Regions from separate parts of the Arachis hypogaea genome. Here region 2 is linked to region 1. The links are chromatin contacts, called in public Hi-C maps. All regions are on one chromosome and are shown on one strand. The core of a region is the stretch at or near the end of the contact, and the rest is flanking DNA. Distances in the headings are between cores, read along the strand shown.

Region 1 (7,709 bases), core at 1,585-4,084:
TCTACTGTACCACTTTGTTTCAGCTCTTTAATGGCGATGCGAGGATCATAGAACACTGATGAATTCGGAAAACTAATATTTGATTAAAGTGATGAACAAGCATTATTAGGTAATTATCAATTGTTTGTGTAATTTGGTTGGTTTAGTGTGCAGGAAAATGAAGTCAATAAACATTGCCCAAGAAACAAATCATCAAGCCCACACAAATACAAATCTTGGTCCATTATAACTAAACCAAGCCCTATAACATGCCTCTAAACCAAATAAGAGAAAAGAAAGAAAGATGGTCCAAATCATCTCAAGTCTATTCGGTGATCACAAAGCCAAAGCCACACACTTCACTAGGTCACCATTCAGAAACTTGAACTCAAAATTCATTTCAATTAATTGTCTTGAAACTTTCACCGAAAGCCAAATCTTCTCTCTCTTCTCTCTTCATCGGTCATGTCACTCACTCAACAAGGAAGAAAGAAGAAAATAGAAACTGCAGTAGCTAGGTTGTGGTGAAGAACAAAAAGGTGGTTTCCAAATCCAAGCTTGAAGAAATGATACAAGCAAGAAGCTAATCTCATTCAGTCAGAGAATGTCAAAAGACTTCTTTCTCCATTTGTGCTACACCAAGCAACCATGAAAAAATCTACCAAGCCTCAATCTCAATTCAAGAAACCATGGAGATAGTGGAGTCAAAGATGATCAAAAGCTCATCCACATACCAAATCCAAACGTGGGGCCAAAAAAACAATCCATAGTCAAGATTGAAGGAACTTGAAAAAAAAAAGATGAGAGCAGGTAGGTTGCACGCAACAGAATCAAAGCGCTCTCTCTCCTCTGACCAAGCCGCTACATGCTCTGGGGATTGGAGAAGAAGGCAGCATTGGGTTTGAACTTGATTCAACTTTGGAAGCTTCACTCTTTTATATTAAGGGTGAACGACCAAGGGTTGAAGGTAAGAGAGAAAAACAGAGCATTGAGTTCAGTTCTCATAGCTACCTAAGTTGTTCTGAGTTCTTCTCCTTCATGGTTTACATGTTGTATTTCTTTTTCTAAGTTTAGTCTGTCTGAGTCTCATTGAAAAAGGCAAGCATGGTGAGGTTTGTAAGAAAAAGTCAATGATAGGTAAAAGGCAGTGAGTTAAACTTGGAGAAAAAGTCATAAAAAGTCTCAGATTTTTTTTGTACATCTTTTTATGTTGTGTCATGATCCTGTGAAGATTTTCTTATAAGTTGGGTTAGCAATTGACTATTGAAAGCTAGGTTAAGTCTTAGTCAAATTCAAATTGGGTTAGAATCTGAATTTGTCCCAGATAGGATTGGGTAGATCTTAGGAAATTATTAGTGTTTGTAATCTTGTGAAAAAGATAGTGAAATTTCATCATAATTTTGATAGAGACTGGATATAGGCTACATTGCACTGAGTAGCTAAACCAGGATACATTTAGGTGTCACTATTTCTTCCCTTCTCTTTTTCTATTTTTGTAAATTCAGGAGACAAAAAGTGGAGTCTCTTACCTCGACAGGAGATAAAAGCAAAAATATCTCTTAAGTAATATTCAGCAAAAAAGGAGGCCAAAATTCAACCCCCTTCTCTTAACCACTGATAACCATCAAACACGTTCTTCCCAAATTGGAGTACCATGGCATCCAAGAAGGACTCTCACGTGTAAGTGATGTTGTTGTTCACCCCAACAATACCACGTATAAGCGGCTCCTACCAAATGGAAGGAAATCACTCAATCCTCTATAAAATCAACACTTCAAAAGTCTCAAGATATTGTCGAGCTCAAAAAATCCAATCATTTACCACATCGCTTTCAAACATCGGTAATTCGGCCATTTTCACCTTCACATTACGGACCAATTCACTTCGGATCCGTCTCCCCCAGAGTTGTGGCTAGCGTCACCCACCGGCGAGGTGCTCCTGGTCTGCCGGACTCTTCTACTTTCTGCTTCAACTTCATAGTATCTTGTAACAACTTCTCAATTGACCGCAAGGACAACTCTAAGGATGTAAGTTGATGCTGCATTTCGGCTACCCTCTCGTTGGCCTTGGCGAGTCCACGACTTAGGGTCAAGATTTCTTGCTTGTTGGAGAGCGTCAGCTCCTCCAATCGAGTGAAGCGAATCCCGTCCGTCATCTCCGATAACTCTCAATGAAAGCACTAATTGATGGGTTGCTGCAATAAAACAGTCACCATAACACTCTAACTAGAATTAACACACAATCAAGCATATGAGAATAATGAAAAAGTGAAGATTAGGAGAATGTATATAGCAGACAAGAAACAAATAACAACAAATTTTCGATTTGAGTCACGGAAGAAGACTCCACCAAATTACTAGTAAAATGAATCATTGCCTCTCACTCTCTACTCTCTTTATGCATACCACTCACTCTGTTACGTAACTAACTATGACAAATATTCTTTTGCTGCACTCTTTTCTCAAGTATAGTAGTCCTTCATTCAAATTGGAGACCTTCTCACTCTTTTGTTTTCGATCTCATTTTGATTGCTCGACCCAATTCCTTCCTCAATCTCAAGTTCTTTGTTCGGGCCTCTTTGAATTGGGCCATAAATTATATCATTGCTCATAAAAAATAAGTTAAAATATAAATATCAATTATATTTATCTTGTTTTAATATTCAATTCTTAACACCACATATATTTTTTTGTCTGGGTACAAACACAACATATACTTTATTCTTTACGAAATATCTTTTGAAAACGAAAGCAATATGCACAGTTTCTTGAGAGAAATGATAAAATGATGCATGATATGTATCGGTTTGTTTATTCGGCCCATTGCATGTGCGGAAAAGTTTTTTAAACCCGTGACTATTAGGCCTTAACGCATATTGTCCCCAGGTAGCAAAATATGTCAGAAAAGTCCAAGGGGTTAACCAATGAATTGCAATCACTAAATTATCGTACCTTTTATGGCTTTTGTTTGGGCAATTTGAGCCTATTACGATGAAGAGTTCTTCAGTTCGAGGGAAAAAAAAAAAAAGGATATCTACTTGGTAAGCTGCATCTATTTGTGTCACTAAAACGCCCAAAAGTGATTTTGCTTACCGGTAAGTCAAATTGATTAAAATAAAATATTTTAGGAAAAAAATAAATTGAACATTGATTTTTGATCTGACTTCTTTAAAATTTGAACACATTAATTTCTGGGTCTAATGTGTCCTAATTTAAAATCTCTCTCATATATGTATTTATATTAACTATTTCAATACAATGGGTGTCATATTTAATTTTTTTATTAGATCTAAAAGACCCAAGTGAATATAAAAAATCTATATATTCAAATTTTAAAAAATCAAAACTTAAATATATTTTTAAATTTTCGAGAATTTAAATATTCACAAATTAAAAGGTCCAAGACGTATTTATCATTTTTTAATATTTTATTTTAATGAAATCCTTTTTATTATAATTTTTAAGAGAAAAATATTTTCATAATTTTCTTTATTTTTTTTATTTTATTCACTTTAATCATCGTCTTCAATTCCATCATTAACGGTACATTATCCTTCTCCCTCCCTCTTAATTATCTTCACCGTCGGCGACGACAACAAATCTTCCCACTGCCTTTTCTACTCACTCTTTCATCGCGCCACCAATTCCTTCTCCTCTCATTTGGCCATGGTGGTTTCGACACCGTCTTCTCCAGCACCTTCCCTCTTTCGACTCTGGTGAAAACCACAGTGGAGCTCTTGGACCCGTTGAGGGTTGCGATGATGCATGTATCTTCGACGGTGAAAATTACAGAATTGATCTGATGTGGTGGTAATAATTTTGACCTATCAATGATATTCCAGCGAACTTTATTAAATTCTTCAAAACTCAAACCCATTTTAAAATAGGCTAATTATATGGTGCTTTTTGTTTGGTGCCTAACTTTTGCCTAAATTACTTTTTATAGTAACTTTAAAATATTTAAAAATTTTTTACTTTTATACTTTTAAATTTAAAATTAATTATTTTACCTATTTTAATAATTAGGCAATACTTTTTAAATACCATAGTAAACGCCTTTAAAATAAATGAATAGTAGAATTGAAATTTCCATTGCAAAGTGATGAATGAATTATGTTCCATCTTTTAGATTATTACAACATACATTTTATATATATATAAAACACAAATCACATATTTGAATATACAAAACAAATAAAGAGAATAATAAAAATTTTGAAGTGTATAAATTAAATTAAAATATTCTGATTGAGAAATGACAAGATAAAATATTTTTTATGATATTAATAACAAAATAAAAATTTTAAAGTGCATAAATTAAATTAAAATTTAATTTTTTAATTTTAAAATACATTATCATTCACACAATCACAATTATATCTTTTCATAAATGAATTATTGAGCAATTTCAATGGGATTAATTTTGGGTATTATTCTTGATTTTTACAGTAACTGAAAATAATTTAAAATTAAAATTTAAAATTTGTAGTGGATATTATCTTTGAAATGATGCTGATTTTAATAAAGAGATACTATATCATTTTAAAAGAAGATGTGAAATGCTACTTATATAATTCATTAAATTCCATTAAATAAATATTATAACGTTATTATTATAACGTTGTAACAAAAATTTAATCAAAATATACTCAAATAAATTAGATATGCTCTTGTATTTATACATTTTATTATTCTATTTTTTATTATTTTTTATTAATTTAATAAAAAATAAATCTAAATCAATTTAACATGAGTTTTTTTTATCAACTATTTATAAAATTTTAATTTTTTTCAATCTAAATACACAAAATTTTCAAGGCTAGATTTTTCTCGTATTAAAATATGTACATATCATATTAAAATATATATTGCCACAAATTTTAAAATATTTGTAATGAATATTTGATTATCCTAAGACTGAATTTTTATCTCATGTTGATTTATGTACATATATATAATCTAGTATGTATTCTATATATTTTAAATATTACTGTTATTTATATTAGTTGATGTACCCATGTATTTTAGTATGTTTTGTGTAATTTTATTAATAAGAAATTAATAATTATGCTAGATTAATTTTATTATTTTTAATAATATATCATATAAAATTATTAATTATTTAGAATATTAATTATAATAAGATGCTATAAAAAATTAGTATTTTTAGATTAATTTTTTTAATTATAACAAGATGGAATGTAAAATTAATAATTTTTTAGAAGAGCAAATTAATTATAATAGTATAAAAAAAGTTTATTGTGCATCATTTTATATTTGTAAATTGAATTGTGACGCATAAAATTTTACTATATTTTGCTAGAATTTTTTGAAAGTAATCTTAATTTCATAATTTGACGTGTTTAACTATCAAGTGTGTCATATAGATCACAATCATAACAGCAAATGCTACTTTCTCATATTCAGGTCAATGCACAAATTAGGATGATGAAGATCCAATCATAGTCGTAGAGGAGAAAGATATGTAAATACTGGTAAAAAAATATTTTCAATTTCTCAAACTTACCAACATTCATAATATTAAGGAGAGAATTTTTAATATTTCAAAATATATTCATTTTATTTATGGAACACATACAATACACAAGGCACATGTGCCTTTATATAGACTATATGCTTCCTACTAAAATAATAATTTATGAACCACAAATCAATTTTGTAATGACTACCATTCTATGAGTTGGCTTCATGAATCTTCCTTCAACTTGCATTCATGTAGTTTTTATAATCTTCTAATTTGGGTTGCTTGGCCTCCAATTTCAATTCAATTTGATTTTGAATTTCTTCAATGTTGTAGAATGTTGTAGTTGTACTCTTGAATGTTCTTAAAAAATCTTCAAGCTTCCAATATGTTAACTTCTAGCAATATTTAGCAAATTGATTATTATTGTATTTAACTAAAACTTTGCTTCTTCTTTGACCATTTTGACTTTAACACTCTTCATGAAGATTCTAGTGATGCAAGTTGATTTATAATGAATAACATTGCCTCCCTTAAATCAAGCTTGTAAAATTAATCATTCCAAGCATCTTTTTCAACTTGTAAAATAACTCTGTCTTCAACGGTTTTGTAAAGATATCTGCAACTTGTTCTTCAGTTGGACAGTACTCGATCACAACTTCTTTTTCATTCACCAACTCTCCGATTTTGTGAACCAAAATATCAATATGCTTCGATCTTCCATGAAATACTGGATTTTCGCAAAGTGTAATAGCTGACTTGTTATCGCAAAATATTGTTGTTGGAGTACTTTGTTTCTCGTTGAATTCCTCAAGAATTCTTCTTCGCCAAACTGTTTGCGTTGTACAATTTGCTGCTGCTATATATTCTGCTTCTGCTGTAGAGAGTGCTACTACTGGTTGCTTCTTTGATGACCATAAAATTGCACCAGAATTAAGATGAAATACAAATCCTGAAGTACTTTTTCTTGTTTCTATATCTCCAGTCCAATCACTATCAGTGTAACCGACAAGATTCACTTCATTAGTATTTTCATAATAAATACCATCATTTAAAGTACCTTTGATATATCGAAGAATCTTTTTTGCCGCTTGCAAATGGTTGGTACAAGGTTTCCCCATGAATCTGCTAAGCAAACCAACTCCAAACACAATTTCTGGTCTAGTCGCAGTCAAGTACCTTAGACTTCCAATCAAGCTTTTGTAATATGTAGGATTTACTGCTCTTCCTTTATCTTCTCTTAGTAACTTGAACTTCTCTTCGACTAGAGTAGGAACTGGCTTTGAATGTTCTATTTGAAATTTTTTCAAAATATCGTTTGCATATTTCTTCTGAGAAATGAAAATACCATCATCTCTTTGAGCCACTTCAATGCCAAGAAAGTAAGACATCAAGCCCATATCTGTCATTTCAAAGTGCTTTATCATAGCCTCCCTGAATTCTGCAATTATCTTCAAATTGTTACCAGTAAAGATTAAATCATCAACATAAAGATACACGATCAAGATATTTTCAGGTTTAACGAACTTGATATAAAGCGTATGTTCAAATGGACATCTTTTGAAACCATTCTGAGTAAAATAAGAATCAATCTTCTTGTACCATACTCTTGGTGCTTGTTTTAACCTGTACAAGACTTTCTTCAACTTGTAAACATTATCTTCTTTTCTACGAACATCATATCCTGCAGGTTGCTCAACATACACTTCTTTTTCTAAAGTGTCATTTAGAAATGCAGACTTAACATCCATTTGATGTATCTTCCACTTATTTTGAGCCGAGAGTGAAATAATCATACGAATAGTGTCTAATCTTGCAACAGGAGCAAATACTTCAAAATAATCGATACCTGACTTTTGTTTGTATCCCTTAGCAACTAATCTTGCTTTGAAACGATCAACTTCACCACTGAATTTGTACTTAGTCTTGTAAACCCACTTTATTCCAATCGGCTTCTTATCTACTGGTAAATCGTTCAGCTCCCATGTGTCATTCTTCTCAATGGCATGAATCTCCTCATCCATTGCTTTCTTCCAATTGTTGTTTTTAGAGGCTTCTTCAAAGTTCAATGGCTCACAATATGAAAATAGAGCAAAGTTTATGATTTCTTCATCGGACAGATCATTGTCATTGTAAACTTCATAATCTGCTAATCTAGCAGGTAGTCTCCACTCTCTTTGTGATCTTCTAGATGATTCTGGTTGTTTGGTTGTGTTAGGTTGCCTTTCTTCTACTTCATCACATGTATT
Region 2 (7,267 bases), core at 709-3,208, 38 kb after region 1:
CAAGTCTATGACATTGGTCTCTTTCCTTTGTTTCTTCTGTCCTTTCCAATTTGTGTCGTTTTTAGAAGCCAAGACAGTGAAATGGAACACATTTTCAGGGATATCCTTTGACAATTATTATTAATCCGTCGTATTAATAGTAGTTGAGAATCTAACGTACTAATCTAATTAATTAAAATATAAAACTATTGTAGCATCTCTGAACTTGGCAGAATCAAGTCCACACTTGCTTGCATCTTAATCTTATGTCTCCAATTATTTGTATTTAGTTTTATAAATTCCTTCTATTCACTTCTAGCTACTTATTATTAAAATAGTTCAACGTTATTGCATCTCTTTTTTTTTCTTGTCAAAGTAATGCTTAATAGTTAATTAGATATCTTAATTAATGTAACAAACTTCGAGTGTTCAGTTCACTCGTCCGCTTAAGTAAGTGTCGGGGGTTCGAATTCCGCCTTGTGCATGCAGCAACCCATTGACCAGCGGCAGACCCTTAAATGGAGCTCCAATCCGCGACGGATTAGTCCTTGGCCTGTCGGGTTGGGGATACCGTGGAAACCCAAAAAAAAAAAAAAGAGATATCTTAATTAATGTCTTTAATAAAAGTCTATTAATAATAATAACATTGATTAGTAAATCCTTTTATCACGTTCGGAAAAAAGTTGCACTGTGTTTGGCTCACAATTAAGAATTAAATATGTATTTAGTTAATGCTGTTTGAATAAGCTATGAATCAGATCTTAGATAGAATCAATTTGGAAATGGAAAACATGTATCAACTTCATTAATGGTCCGCTTTATGATCAATGAATATGGATTATTATGTGAATAAACTATTCTTGAGTCTGTCTGCTACTTGAGGACACTACCTTTCACTAATAAGCTTTTTAGTTGTGATCACATGCCTTAACAAAGTCCACTCATTCCCCTTATTGTTATTATTATTGGAATTTTATTTATTCTTTAACAAATATTTAAGATTAAAAACTTGAAAATGATTAAGTATTACAATGGCAAACTTCTTAGACTGCTTGAATTAGTAATTATTAATATAGTTTATAACTAATATAATTGACATGTGCAACATGCGGAATTTCTTATTGATTTTTGCTTCATTTTAGTTGCTTATATGAATCAAATTATGATAAATACTAGTCGTTAACATAATGATTAGAATTTAGAACTCATTAAATAGTGAGATATCCTCTGCTTTAAATAAAGTTGGGTAAAAAACCTAAAAATCCTTCCCCTTCATTTCTCTTTCAAAGGATCAATAATGCTCAATGATTCAAAAGTTGTAATAGGCAAGTTTGCACAAAGTTTTCAATTGGAAAAGTTTCATATTTATCTCTTTAGCTTTTATTTTTCTCTCCTTTTATCAGTGCCAGATAGAAATATAGAATACATTTTCAATCTCACTAATCTTTAATAACTTTTCACTTGGCCTACTCTAAAATCATAGTGAATCAATCCTAAAGCTATTTTCTAATTTTAAATGTACAAATAAGTGAATAATATTAGATCATAGAAAATGAAAAACAATTAGCAATATTAGCAACAGACACAGAGAATAAGCAGTTTATGGCACTCACTTTCACACTATGATGAAAAGTGCACCCTTTATCTTTTGTTTTCTTTCTAATACAACTTTTATTTCTTCCACTTTGAGTCCATTCTAAAATATGGGTAGCAAACTAATAATTTCATATGAAAAACTTCTATATCAAACAAAGATAATAAGCCTTGCAAAATAGCACCAAGACGAAAAAGAGAATATATTTAATAAATATAAATAAGGCTTAAGAATTTTCCATGTCAGTCCACTCCCTTATCCTGTAGAAGCATTTTTTGGTGAACAGAATCTATATTATTAGTGGTGGATCCACAAGGACCTATAATATTAGATTTCACATGAATCTAAAATTTCATATATATATATATAAATACTATAAAGTATAAACCAAGCTCATTATACTCTCAGAAGAAGCTGGCAGTTGTTATTGCTGTGTCTGCTTCTCCTTCTTCCAAGTTTCCCGCTTTATGAATTGTATGAAAATGAATCTTTCTGAGTTTGCTTCTCTGTAACTCTGTCTCCAAAAGGGTCTCTCGGTTTGTATCTGCTGCTTTCTATTATTGTTTATTGAGTTGCAAGTTTTACTTTTTATCACTCACACACACAAAACCCGTTCTTTTTCTCACATGTTTTTGGCCTTTTTTTTTTGCAGTGCCATAGCCTATAAGGATTGCATTGTTCTCTTTTTTTTTTCTCGGTTTCTGAAAAAGTGGCATTCCTATAGCAGATGAATAACAACAGAGCACGCACCACTCTTCAGGCAATGAAAGCTCCTTTCAATGATGGTCGCAAAGTACATTTCATTCATTACCTTTCTTCCTCTACATTCTTTTTCTTCTACTTTTCGTTGTTCTCTTACTGCAAGATCTTAAGAAGAAAATTGTCATATGAGGTTGTAGGTTACTACAAGAAAACATTATTCTTATGGTTACATAGCTTAAAAGCTCCCAAAAGAGTTTTGATTTCAATGCTTAAACTACTTTAAACTGTAGTAGGCAGATAGAATTTCTCTTCCTCTTTTGAATATTATCCGAATCTGGAAAGTGGAAGCTTGGCTCTTTTACTTGTCATAAGAAACATATCAGAGGCTCTAGCTAGTTCTTTCTTTTTGCTGCTTTTCAAAGATTCTATCTCTGAATGTGCAAAGCAGGACAAGATGGAAAGTAGAGGGAGCAAAGCAATGCCTGCACAGAAAAATGGGCGTGGATCGAATCGAGAAAGGAAAATGGCTTTGATACAAGATGTATGTGATAATTTATTAGTGAAATAAATCTTCAGTACATACAGTAAATTAATGTTTTCAAACTTGACAGGTTGATAAGTTGAAGAGAAAGCTGAGACATGAAGAGAATGTGCATAGAGCATTAGAAAGAGCTTTCACAAGACCTTTGGGATCTCTTCCACGCCTTCCTCCTTATCTCCCTCCATATGTTAGTCCATTCATTCCTTCATCTTTTCCTTACTAGAACACAAATTTGAGCAATGTAATATGGTTTCTTACATACATAGATTGTTTGTAGTGTTGCATTGAAAATGAATTACAAGTAATGTTTTGTCCTTTTGTTTATAGACATTGGAGCTTGTGGCTGAGGTAGCAGTATTAGAAGAGGAAGTGGTTCGATTAGAAGAACAAGTTGTGAGTTTCAGACAAGGTTTATATCAGGAAGCTGTATACAGTTCCTCTAAGAGGAATCCTGAAAATTCCAGTGACGAAATTGATAACAATTCCAAACATCAAAGGTCAAAATCTTTGTCCCAATGTGAGCTTAATTCATCAGCTAGTCCCAATGGAAAACCATTTCATATGAAACAAGATTCGTTGTCATCCGTCTTGGAGGAGGGAAGAGGAAAGGAGAATAAGTTGTTTCATAGCCCTGTGAAGAGCAAGCAATCTCCAGAAAAGAAGGCTGCTAAAGTGATTACTCCAGTAAGGAAATCTCCAATGAAACAGCAATCATCTGAGAAATGTGTGGATCACTTAAAGTTGCAGGTACCAAACAGTATTTTTGTTCAATTGTTATCTGGATAACTGAATGAGTATTATGAGAGATGATTGTTCAATGATTTGTTTTTCCGGGTGTTTAGTTAGAGTGGAGATTAGTAGATCAAGAAAGAGCACAGAGTTCCTCAAGTTCGTCGGACGATAAGGCACCGGAAGTTGATAGCACACCCAACAGAGTTTCAGAGGATCTTGTCAAGTGTTTGTGTAGCATATTTTTGAGAATTGGCAAGGAAAAGGAACAGTTGAATGATCCTTATGGTATCTGTTCAGATTCCAAAACAAGAAGAGATGTTGGTGCATACAATAATCTGTGTGAGATTAAAGCCTCCAATGTTGATCTCAACCGAACAACAAATGCAGTGTTTCTGATCCACAGATTAAAGTAAGTTATATAAAGGGTTACTACTTACTACCTCTTCTTGGTTGTTATGTTCCTCTAATCTAATAAGCTTGTTCAGGTTTCTACTTGGGAAGCTTGCTTCTGTGAAATTGAAGGGTCTTACTCATCAAGAGAAGCTTGCATTCTGGATAAACACATATAATTCCTGCATGCTGAATGTAAGATATATAATTTGATATCATTAATATCTTAGCCTATGTAACATGTTGAGGATAATCAGCATAATGTTTTCTGGCTTGAATATTTGTGTAGGCATATTTAGAGCATGGCATTCCTGAAAGCCCTGAAATGGTTGTAGCACTAATGCAGAAGGTACAGACAGTGATCTATAAAATATTCCCTACATTTACTTTTCCAACAGTATTCTATAGCATATTAGACTAAAGCATTGGTTTGATCAAATTAACTAAGATTATAAAATGGTTATTATGCTAGGCAAGAATAATAGTTGGGGGCCAATTGTTCAATGCAATCACAATAGAGCACTTCATTTTGAGACTACCTTATCACCTCAAATTTGTAAGTATAGCATTGCACTTAGTTTTTGGTTTCATTTTCCTATGCTATTTTGTTGGTGATGCTTTTGTAGATTACAATGCATGATGACTTGAATTCTGATATTTGGTAAATGCGACAGACGTGCCCAAAAGCTGCAAGGAATGATGAGATGCAAGCACGAAGCATATTTGGGTTGGAATGGTCTGAGCCATTAGTTACCTTTGCACTTTCCTGTGGAAGCTGGTCTTCCCCTGCGGTATGTTTCTCTCAGCTTACAACACAATCCTGTTATGACTTTATGCATGTTCTTTCATTATTGGATCATGTTGTAAAAAAAATGTCATAGACATACAAAATATGTATTGTTTAATTTATTTTTAATATATATTTTAGAAAAATGGACAAATAGGTCCTTGAACTTTTGTCTCGCGGACATTTTCGTCCCTAACAATTGAAAAATACTTTTAAGTCTCTGACCTTCACAAAATTTGGACGGATCAGTCCCTGACAGAGGTATTTGGACAGAGGGACTGATCCGTCCAAGTTTTGTGAAAGTCAGGAACTTAAAAGTATTTTCCAATAGTCAGGGACGAAAATATCCGCGGGACAAAAGGTTAAAGACATATTTATCATTTTCTCTATATTTTATATACGATAGTTGTTAAAAGAAAAATCTTTTATTTCCTTTTAAAGTAATGGCATGCTGACTTACTCTTAGCATGTGATCAACTAGTCTGACAAAATATGACCTTCAGACCAAAGAAGTCACGTGTGGGGCAAACACTTTTCCTTTATATATATATAAGTTAAAAAATTGAATATATTTGCTTGGCTGGGTGAATTGATTGAACAAAATGTATGTTATTTTGATGTGAAGGTGAGGGTGTACACAGCATCAGAGATAGAAAATGAGTTAGAAGCAGCAAAGAGGGATTATTTGCAGGCGTCAGTTGGGATTACGAAGACAAAGAAGCTAATGATACCAAAGTTACTGGACTGGTATTTACTTGACTTTGCAAAGGACATGACGTCATTGGTGGATTGGGTGTGCCTCCAACTACCCTTTCAACTCAGAAAGGAAGCAATTGAATGCCTTGGCGGAAGGGGAACACATTCGGTGCAAGTCATGCCCTATGACTTCCGTTTCAGGTTGCTTTTACACCATTAACACTTGCTACACTCTTCACTCAACTCTTCCAAGGTTTCCGGAGTTTTGTACATTGGATAGTTCACATAGAAAGTACAGATTCAAAAGCATGTAACCTTTTTATTTTTTATTTATTTAGTAAAGGGTTTTTGGCCTTTAGGACGTTGCAGTTGGCATTAGTTGTAATGCTTTTATAGGCAGTTCCAGTAATAAGCGCAAGTGTGGTTAAACGTTAAGGGTGTATGAGCTTGCATCACTCTAGTTATTAATCTAATAAAACATTTGTGTAGGTAGGCAAGTGCCACCTTCTGTTTGCTTTTCAACTACCGTCCTCATGCATACTACTTTCCCGTATACATTTTTAAGAGGTGTGGGATGTCATTATGCGATTTGAGAAATCTAAAAGCAAAATACCCGTAACCAATTCAGTAATTAGCTCACTCGTTGACTTGAACAAATATAAACAGTTCAACCTTTTATGTATAGACTGAGAGACAAAGGCAACCACACAGTTCAACATTTTACGTATAGACTGATAGACAAAGGCAACCACAGATGGGAACAGTAAACCGGGCACCGTTGATCCAAGACCCTTTTCAACGATATCGCTGAGAAAAGGGTGTTCGTTAAGCAATTAAAAGAATTAAATTCTGCACAAAAGAATGAAAGATGATGTCTTGTTTACCCGAATGAATATATTACTGATAAAATCGCGCTCAATAACACTTTCTAACTCAAGGATGAATGAATGTTAGAATTACTGGAGACAACTCTCCATAATTACAGAAAATGCGTAATCAGTAATCACACATCATGATTCGCAAAATTGAAAGGAAAAAAAAAAAAGATAAAACCAAAAGAAAAGGCGGCAGGAGCCGAGACCACACAACTAATCACACAACTAAAGTAGTATACAAAATGGAAGAACTGTGGTTTTCCCAGATTACGAGCTTTTTCCAACCAGTTTTGCTTCTCTTTACAACAGCTTTCAGCTTTACTAGTGATACATGTTTACAGCAATTAAAATCACACATCTTAGTTAGTTAACCAAATGGCGAAGGAACTGGTCCTGCAGTTGCATCCGATCTTTTGATGCTTCCCATTCCACAGATGATGCATCCAGGGGCAGTCACGGCTGAAAATTTGGCTCCACATAAATCACATACATCATATCCAATGGTCGACAACCTGCTTAGAGTAGCAGAACAAAATTGCGAAGGGTCTTCCAATGGATCAATAGACTTGTTGGTCAAGCCCCTCTGAACACACAAGTCGATCAGGCTCCTAAATTCATCTTGTTTGCTTGGAGGTGCTTTAGAGAACAGCAGTTCGAGCATTTGCTTGGAATATGCATAATTCTGCACCTCCATGTTTCGTTTGATGGCAGTTCGAATGCAATTTATTCTGTGCTTAGCCAGAAGAGGTAATGAGCCCAGATGGCGCGAAAGTCTTGCCATCTCATCTTTTGCACTGATTGCACTAGGACCATGGACCCTTTGCAGACGTCCAATTTCCTGCATTCATGAAGAAAGCTATTTGAAGTGGACAAATATATGATTGTTAAGGTAGGAGGTAAACTGCTCCCATTGCTTTCTTAATTAAACAAGCATCAACGTCAAGGAAAACTACCACGATGGTAATGATGCC

The links. Hi-C and Micro-C count contacts between places; a contact is called where the count stands out from the background.
Region 2: a Hi-C map of an unstated tissue shows a contact between it and region 1, with 2.6 times the contacts expected there. The contact joins the promoter of LOC112748712 here to the enhancer-like site in region 1. A contact is called at or near these places in 3 of 8 Hi-C or Micro-C datasets (leaf and an unstated tissue).

The regions. Positions count from the first base shown.
Region 1 is chr15:8,869,672-8,877,380 of arahy.Tifrunner.gnm2.J5K5, forward strand. No RefSeq gene overlaps it. Among protein-coding and RNA genes, the nearest start is that of LOC112748711, 24 kb to the right of the region's middle. Within about 2 kb of position 2,835, at least 3 of the 3 cell types and tissues checked have open chromatin away from gene starts, as enhancers often do.
Region 2 is chr15:8,908,913-8,916,179 of arahy.Tifrunner.gnm2.J5K5, forward strand. It overlaps LOC112748712, which reads left to right and starts at 1,959. Exons shown (of 11, transcript XM_025796952.3): 1 at 1,959-2,109; 2 at 2,226-2,366; 3 at 2,724-2,816; 4 at 2,887-3,003; 5 at 3,144-3,563; 6 at 3,659-3,957; 7 at 4,034-4,133; 8 at 4,228-4,287; 9 at 4,411-4,494; 10 at 4,613-4,729; 11 at 5,351-5,943. The coding sequence starts at 2,301. The coding sequence ends at 5,641. It overlaps LOC112748713, which reads right to left. Exons shown (of 24, transcript XM_025796954.3): 24 at 6,306-7,134. The coding sequence ends at 6,664.